Regions from separate parts of the Gossypium hirsutum genome. Here regions 2 and 3 are each linked to region 1. Evidence: chromatin contacts called from public Hi-C data. All regions are on one chromosome and are shown on one strand. Each heading gives the region's core, a stretch centred on a gene start, on an enhancer-like site or on the middle of the called end of the contact. The rest is flanking DNA. Distances are from core to core; before and after follow the strand shown.

Region 1 (2,700 bases), core at 161-2,660:
AGAGAGTAGTACATATGAAAGAATCTGAAAAAGCACAGATACTACATAATGGAGTAAAAAGAGACCTGAACCAACGTCTAAAGCATGCATGCCGGGCTGCAAATTTTCCTCCAATAACTGAAGGCAGGTAGCATGCATATGAGGTGCAGAAATGGTGGCGTTGTAACCTATTGCCATTGGACTATCGACATAAGCTGGGGTCCCATCAGGTACAAATAATGCTCTATCAATAGTCTCCATTACTTCAACAACCTTCTTTGATGAAATCACTCCATATCGCTGCAACTGCTCCACCATTTGTTTGTTCTTGTTGGTCCCACTTCCACCCGAGTGGTGCTAACAAATCATTACCAAAAATGTTTAGCACAAAGTCACCATTGAACCGAAAAACAACAAAAGGAAACAGAAATACTGAAATAAAACCACTGAATGCTACACGAATCAACCACTGACAATGCCTATGGCCATAACTAATTTTATTTTCAAGGCAAGCCACAAAAAAACAGAGGAACCTCAGACAGAGAAGTTGAACAAGCAATCATTGGTATAGACATCATCGCAGGTCCAATGCCTTCCTTATCAAGGGCAGCCACGGGCTGAGTTCTCAGGTCCGAAGTCGATGGACATGCTAAATTATCACTAGACATGGCACAATGGGCCCCAATGGAAATGACCAATAGAACATAGCATCCCCAGGCTACTTGACATACCGGACCCTGTACCAGGAACTACCTCAAATGATGTCTTTTGCACCAATAATTATATCCACAACATAAAATTCCCACCTTCTGGGAAGTTCACAAAAACAACAATCAAATTGCATCATGTTTTGTTTCAATTCCTAGATTATGAATCTTACAAAATTACACTAATTGAAGCTATTATGTTAGTAAAAGTCAAAAGAATATCCAACAATTCAAACAATTCTATAGATATAATAAAAGCTAGTTCTTCAAGCTATCATTGATGATCACCCTAGAAATTCTCAGAAACCGTCCCTAAATTATTCCTTTTCTATTTTTGATGATCAACCAAGACAATTTTATCATTTCTTGAAAACCCAAACTCAAAACCTAAGTAATAAACAAAAAAAGAGAGGAAAAAAACACCATTTCCCCGTAATCAGAAGGAAAACAAAACCCAGAAACCAAAACTGTTATTAAGCATAAAAGTGAAGCGAGATAGAGGGAAGAAAATGGAAAGAGTAAGGCACCTCCATCCTGAAGAACAAGGGGTTATCCTAAGAAGAAAATGAAGTTAGGGAGCTAAAAGATTGATTAATAAAGGAAGAATCGAATAAAATGAAGATGCAGAGCGTGGATGAAGAAGGAAGGAACTAGTGTCAGTTTCCATTAGTATAGTATGGCTTGCTAGCTTTTCTCACTCGGAACTGACTCATCTGGTTGGCCCAACACTGACGATACTCTCTTGGGCTTACTTTTGTAATTGATAATTCTTTCATGGATCAATGATGATAGCAAACTTCCGGGCCTTTAGTTGTTTATGAAATTGTTCTTGGTTTAATTCCATGCCCTTTCTCACCAATGATACAACTTTGTGGGCTTATTTGGTAAGAATTGTTCAAGATTCGGATTAACTTTTTAAGTTGGAAAGTTCAGTTAAAATTTAAAAAGTTACTATCAAGCTCGAAAAATAAGTTTTAAAAAAATTAGGCTCGTTTAAAATATAGATTAAATTTTGAGTTTAATGTTCAAAGCTCGAATTCGGCTTAACCTGTTCGATTTTTAAGTTTATAATATGTTATTTTTCTTTTCTTTTATGTATTATGTTATTTATATATAGAAGTTAAATATATTGGGTTATAATGTAAATATAAAATTTTTAATAAAATAAAAAAATATAATGACAGTATGCTTATATATAATTACTAAATATTTAAAAAAATAGATTTAAAAAAAATATGAGGGAATCTAGATAAATTCAACTTAACTGTTTATGATTATGAACTAATTTGAATAAAATTTTAAACTCATATTTCAAATTAGGTCGAGCTTAAATAACTATCAACATTGCTACCAATTAGCTTAGCGAGGCCATGAAGATTGTAGTGTGAAAAAATTGGCTAACCAATTAAAATGCATAGGACTAAATCAATTTTAGTTTTAAGGAATCCATGAACTGACTCTCTTATTACTTGTTAGTAAAAATAATCCACCTTAAAATAATACGGCTTGGGTTCTGGAACTAGAAATGGAAATTCAAAACTTGAAGGGCAAGATTAGGAAGCTGCATGATGAGCTAGTGGTTAAGGACTTGAAATCAACATTATTGCATAGTATCATCATAGTTTACTACTAGGTCATCTATTTGATAAACTAGACCATCATGAAGAACTTCTATTTTAAGGAAACTATCCCACTAAGCCAGAGTTTTTTATGATGTTGAAGATCAAGACTAAAACCTCTTGGATTATTGTATTTCCAATGGGTTTCGAGACTTGAACTTGTTTATGTAACTTCCCGAAGGAATGTCTTACAAATCGACACTGTGTCCATTTGGTCCTTTGGATTATAAAATAGCTCACCCCATTTTCTTTTTGAATATTCTACAAATATGCATAATTTTTGTCTATTAACTTTGATTTCCCAAGCTTTTAATATAATAGAATTTAAGATAAATTTTATATATTATATTTTTCTAAGTCATTTGGTGAAAATATGGTTGAAAATTTCATCAAAC
Region 2 (2,700 bases), core at 93-2,592, 160 kb after region 1:
TATTTAAGGGAGATATTCGCAGACCATGTTTCCTCTCTTGATTGGTGAGTTGTTTAGTGTAGGTCTCTCTTTTAAGTTGGCTATATGGCTTGATGTAAAGAAGTTACAAAATATGCAAATGACAAGTGACAAGAGGTGGTTAAGCTTCGCATGACCTTAGCCTACGATGCTCGACAACGTAATCTCCCAAGTGAGACCTAGTGAAGTATGCGTAATTGAAAAAATTGCATGTATAATTTAAATTAGTATAGATTATTGATAATATATATGCATCCACACGCCATCTAAGCAAATATATAATAATTGCAACTTTCATTCTATTTTTTTAATTTTGTAATCCAACTTGCATTTTGGTGATCAAAGCTAATTGAGCTTAGCTGTTACCCCTATATCTTAACAAAGAAATGATTTCATACAGTTACAGCTAATTACCACCCTCTAATCATTATTAGATGCTATTAATTCACTTGGACCGCATGTCCAGTCTCTATAATGCAACATTACTTAATCCACTTTATTGGAAGGGGACAAAAACCTACCATCCAATTATTTTTAAATATAATCTCTATATTTGCATCATATTTATATGTTTTATTAAGTTATAATTATATTATATAGTTATAAAATTAAATTTTAATATGCTTATAAATATTAAAATATTCTTACATTTGTAGCGTATTTGTATTTGTATATATTAATAATTTTGTTTAACTTTACCTAAAATCTAAAACTTTTAGGTAAAACATAACTAATTATTGGCTCAATGGTACTTGTTAAGATGAATACAAAGTTGTTGTTGGCGGGTCCGACTCTGAAATCTTTTAATAGATTAAAGCAGTGATCAAAAGATATGTAATGTATGTAGCATGTGTGGGCCATTTGACAATATATGGTCCTATACGTAAAATTTTGAATGGACGTGCCATCTCTAAGATTATGTTTTTCGGGTAAAATAGACGATTTTACAACTCAGGTCCTGTTAAGAAGCATTGTAGTAAAATAACATTTATCCCATCTGGTATAGTAGCATATTTATAAAGCTGATGCCCATTCTGGTTATCTAATCCGCACCAAAGTTAGCTTACATATTTAATAGTTGAAATTTGGAAGATTGTTATATTGAATAAATTATATGTTTTTATACACCTTGTCTGGCCGGCCCGATGGGGAAGCACACGAACAGTATGAACAGTTTGGCAAACCCCTCGTAGAAACTTTTCAACTCAACAACTAAGTGGTCCCATACATTAACTGCCACGTTAAACTTTAACCATCACGTGTCATCCGAAGAGGTCTATAGTACACCATAGTGTCATTCTACTTGGATCTATACTATCAGATCATAATGATTTGACATGTGGCACCTCAAGACAAGAAAATAAAGGTATATAAGGCTCGAAGCATGAGGAGGAAGAACCCCCCCCCCCCTCTTATCCACAACTTTGGCCACCCAATTAGATGGCTCTCTACCTTGTGTTAAACAGGAGGTGAATCTCTCATTTCTGCCACCTCCTCCATGTATAAGTTAATCCTCAACATGTTTTAATTAAATTTTTAATTTACATTATTTTCATTCTAAAAATCATTTTCTAGAAATCTAATAAAATAAGGGCACTTTATTATTTTTTTAGAGTCTCATACATAATATTATACATTCATGAACACCCATATTTTTACCCTAATTAACAAAATTAATATGTGAAGAACATACACAAATGAAAACAAATGCAAAAACTAACTCTAATCCTAACTCTAAACCCTAATTAATAAAGTTAATGAAAAAACAAAAATGAAAAAAATAATATACATATATTTAAAGTATTGTTAATATGAATTGATTTAGTCATGAAAAGAACATAATATTAATTAAGATTTTTTAATAATATATGAATGAATTCAGTTGTATCAATGTAAAATTAAAATAAATTTATCATCTTTCATAATTTTTTGTACAATTAATATAAATTTTGAAGTTATAAAATCGTTGCTAAGATATAAGCTATATGCTTGGAAGGAGTGATAAGGGAGTAGGCATTTCTTCAAGTACCGAAGTGAAATAGTAAACAAACAGAAGACATTAGAGTTGTTTACGTAGTTTAGTTTCCTTACATCTACAGAGCCTAGCTCAGTGAAAAATATTTACTATCTTCAACAGTTACAACAAGAGATCCTATTCGATTACACACCAGCTATGAAAATTTTCTCATCTTTGTACTTTGAAGAACAATACTCTTACCATTACATTCACCATTGTGAATTCAGTAAGTAAAACCACAACACAAAAGGTTTTACTATCAATATACACTCATAAAATAAAGTTCCTCACAAGGACAATTAAGTGCTCAATCTCATAATACAATAACCTATATAAGTCTCTCAATTATATAGAATGCATCGAGACTTGCTTACATAAGAATATCTATATCAATCCCTATAAAACAACCATATTATAAGCTGAGTACAATATAATAATAATGAACAAGGTAAACATGGACTCTTGGCAGCTAAGTATACAACATTCCAATTTAATCTAATATCCACGATCTAAGGGATTCGATAGGGGTTGATCTAACTCAATCCAATCTTCCAAATATGTTTCCCCAAGTGATATAATCTTTATTGATGGACTAGATACCATCCACATAATCAACACATTCCAGAAACACCGTTTAATAAATTACCAACATCATAAATATAAAA
Region 3 (2,700 bases), core at 167-2,666, 180 kb after region 1:
AACAATTATCAGTTCTTATTTCAGAATACAACTTATCATGTGCTTATTATGCTTTCTCCTATAGCTCGACTATCTTCCTTCGACATTGCATCCTTCGGGTTCTTTTTAATGCTAACAATCAATCTAGCTGACATGGTTTGGTTTAAGGGTAAATAATTTGAGTCTTGAGAACTAGGATCAATCCCATTCTGACCCTTAACAATTACCCATTTTTCTAAAAACTTAAATCACGTGTAAATTAGTATGAATCTCCAACACCCTACATCAATGGAAAAAAAAAGTTCATAGCTTTCTAATCCATGGATTACTCCTATTCTAGGGCTAAATAGTTAACTCGAGTAAAGTTGAAGAACCTTTAAATAACTGGGAATTCAAGCTCTTGAGACACTTCAACACTGAATTCAAAACTTAAAATCCATGTATCTCTCATTCAAAGAATAGACCAAAGAAAAAATCTTTAACAATGAATCCAATATAAGATTAAACATTAAAAAAAACAAAACGATGCATTAAGTGATTGAAGAACGAAAAGAACTCACCGATTAATCTATAAATTAAAGAAGCAAAAACCCAAAAAGGAAATTTGATTTACTGACAGCTTCGAGGACAGGTAGGATTGAATATAGAAGAGATTGGAAAAAACATAGTTTCTCTTGAATTGCAGGGACTAGGTTTCTATTGTATTGTCTCATTAACCGTGTTCGAGCGGTTTTTTCCGGGTTATGGGCCTTTTTTAGTTTTTCTATTAAAGGGTGATCTGCAAAAATAGAGTGCCTAACAGCCTATGGAACGATGATGGTGGTGACCGGAGGAAAAATTGGTGGTATTTTCTTTGTTACTGTTAGGGATTTAGAAAAAAAAAACGTCCATAGAAGCCATGGAGATACCTGGAATTGGATGAGATTGACCGGCCGCACAGCGGGACGGCGACGGCTGAAGGCTGGAGCGGAGAAGGCGATGGCAGTGGTGAACTCCGGCGACAGAGGAAGCAGCAGCTTGGCCGGAACGAAGACAGTGTCTTGATGGAAGAACGAGCGGGACAACGCAACGGTGATGGGCGCCGGCTACAGAGGAAGCGGGAGACGGAGAGGAGCCTGCTATCGACGGGCAGCGGCACTTAGGGATTTTCTTTTAGGAACTGATTTGGGAAAAAGGGGAGGGGAGGTCACTGGTCAGTATAATTAAAAAAATTAATAAAAATTCGGGCCAGGCCCGAAAAAATCTTACCCGAGACGGTGGAGAGTGGCGGTTCTGGAAACGGTGAGAGCCATGGTTGGCGTTTAGGGTTGGGGCGGTGGAGAGAATCTAGGGACACTGCTACAAAGAAGAAGGAAATGTAGAAGCCTTGTCTCAACTTTAACGTTGCTGTTAACAATTTTTAACAAATTCAAATCTTGTAATAAATATCCAGCGGTCGTGCAATTTTATTTTATATATTAAGGAAATGAAATATTCCATTACTTTTTGTTAATAAACTTCACTCCTACTTTAAAATTTTTAAATTAATAATCCGTTGGGACCGGTGATAAGATTGACTCGATTTAGATTAATAAATAGAGATATAATGAGATTAATTATTATAACAATAAGATTTAAGTATTATATCAGTGAAATTAAAATTATCGATAAGATATGTGTTTGAATTTAAATGTAACTATATTGATAATTTGAGAATGGAAAATGATTATTATAGACATTAAATTAAAATGTATATAAAATAAATGATTAAAAACTATTATAAATTATATTTAAATTAAAAATAAAATATAAAATATAATTATATGTATGCTAAACTATAATTTTAATTTGTAATTTATATTAAAAATGAAATTATTAAAAATATTTATATTATATTAAATAATATATATTAAAATTATAACATAATATCTTAAGTATTGTTTGATAAAATGAAAAAAAAAAGTATTGAAATTTTAACTTTATAAAATTATTTCATATATTATTTAAAATTAATTATTGAATATAAATTGTTTAATAAATATATTTTTTAAATTATAAAAAATATATATTCACATTTTATCCTTAATTTTTAAACATTTCACTTCTTCTAAACAAAAATTAAATATTAACCATAAAATTTTTACAAGATAATATACTATTAAAATTAATTAATTGAAAATATTGATAAATAGATTTTATCTTCTTATTATTTTCTACACTTTTTTATAAAAAAATTCTAACAGTTAATTTAATTTTTTTCATAGTCAATCAAATAAGGCTTACATTAAAATTAAAATTATATTAAAAATAAAATAAGTAATAGAGAAAAGTGGAAGAAGGTAAAAAAAAAAGTAATTAGCACTTTGGGTTTTTTTAGGTTCCTGTACATTTACTAAACCTTCAAACTCCGATAGAAATTTGAATTGTAAAGCATTTTAGACTTGAAATGATACCGATTGATCCAAAGGCGCACTAAATTCATTATTATAAATTTAAAAATCCTTTGTAGTTTTACTAACATTAACTTATGATATAAAAAATCATATGTTAATACTATCGGTTGCAATGTAATTTGTCATATTTGTTGACATATTTTAATTGAAAATTATGTTTAATATCTTATGACTCTTCAAATATTTTGTTATCCTCAAGCAAAGATACTTCCCAAAGGTTCTAATGTGGTTGGATTATCATATTTAAAGATAATTGAGGGACCTCATAATGGTCCTCATGGAAGGGAAG

What was found. Hi-C and Micro-C count contacts between places; a contact is called where the count stands out from the background.
Region 2: a Hi-C map of leaf shows a contact between it and region 1, with 2.0 times the contacts expected there. The contact joins the enhancer-like site here to the promoter of LOC107949725 in region 1.
Region 3: a Hi-C map of leaf shows a contact between it and region 1, with 2.9 times the contacts expected there. The contact joins the promoter of LOC107949715 here to the promoter of LOC107949725 in region 1. A contact is called at or near these places in 11 of 34 Hi-C or Micro-C datasets (hypocotyl, leaf and petal).

The regions. Positions count from the first base shown.
Region 1 is chrD03:41,040,209-41,042,908 of Gossypium_hirsutum_v2.1, forward strand. LOC107949725 (protein-L-isoaspartate O-methyltransferase 1) reads right to left here and starts at 1,411. Exons shown (of 5, transcript XM_016884469.2): 1 at 1,214-1,411; 2 at 513-716; 3 at 66-336. The coding sequence starts at 1,219.
Region 2 is chrD03:41,198,664-41,201,363 of Gossypium_hirsutum_v2.1, forward strand. No RefSeq gene overlaps it. Among protein-coding and RNA genes, the nearest start is that of LOC107949717, 7.5 kb to the right of the region's middle. Within about 2 kb of position 1,343, at least 4 of the 9 cell types and tissues checked have an H3K27ac peak or open chromatin away from gene starts, as enhancers often do. A contact at or near this core is called in leaf, where this site is marked.
Region 3 is chrD03:41,217,093-41,219,792 of Gossypium_hirsutum_v2.1, forward strand. LOC107949715 (mediator of RNA polymerase II transcription subunit 4) reads right to left here and starts at 1,417. Exons shown (of 8, transcript XM_016884459.2): 1 at 1,228-1,417; 2 at 888-1,138.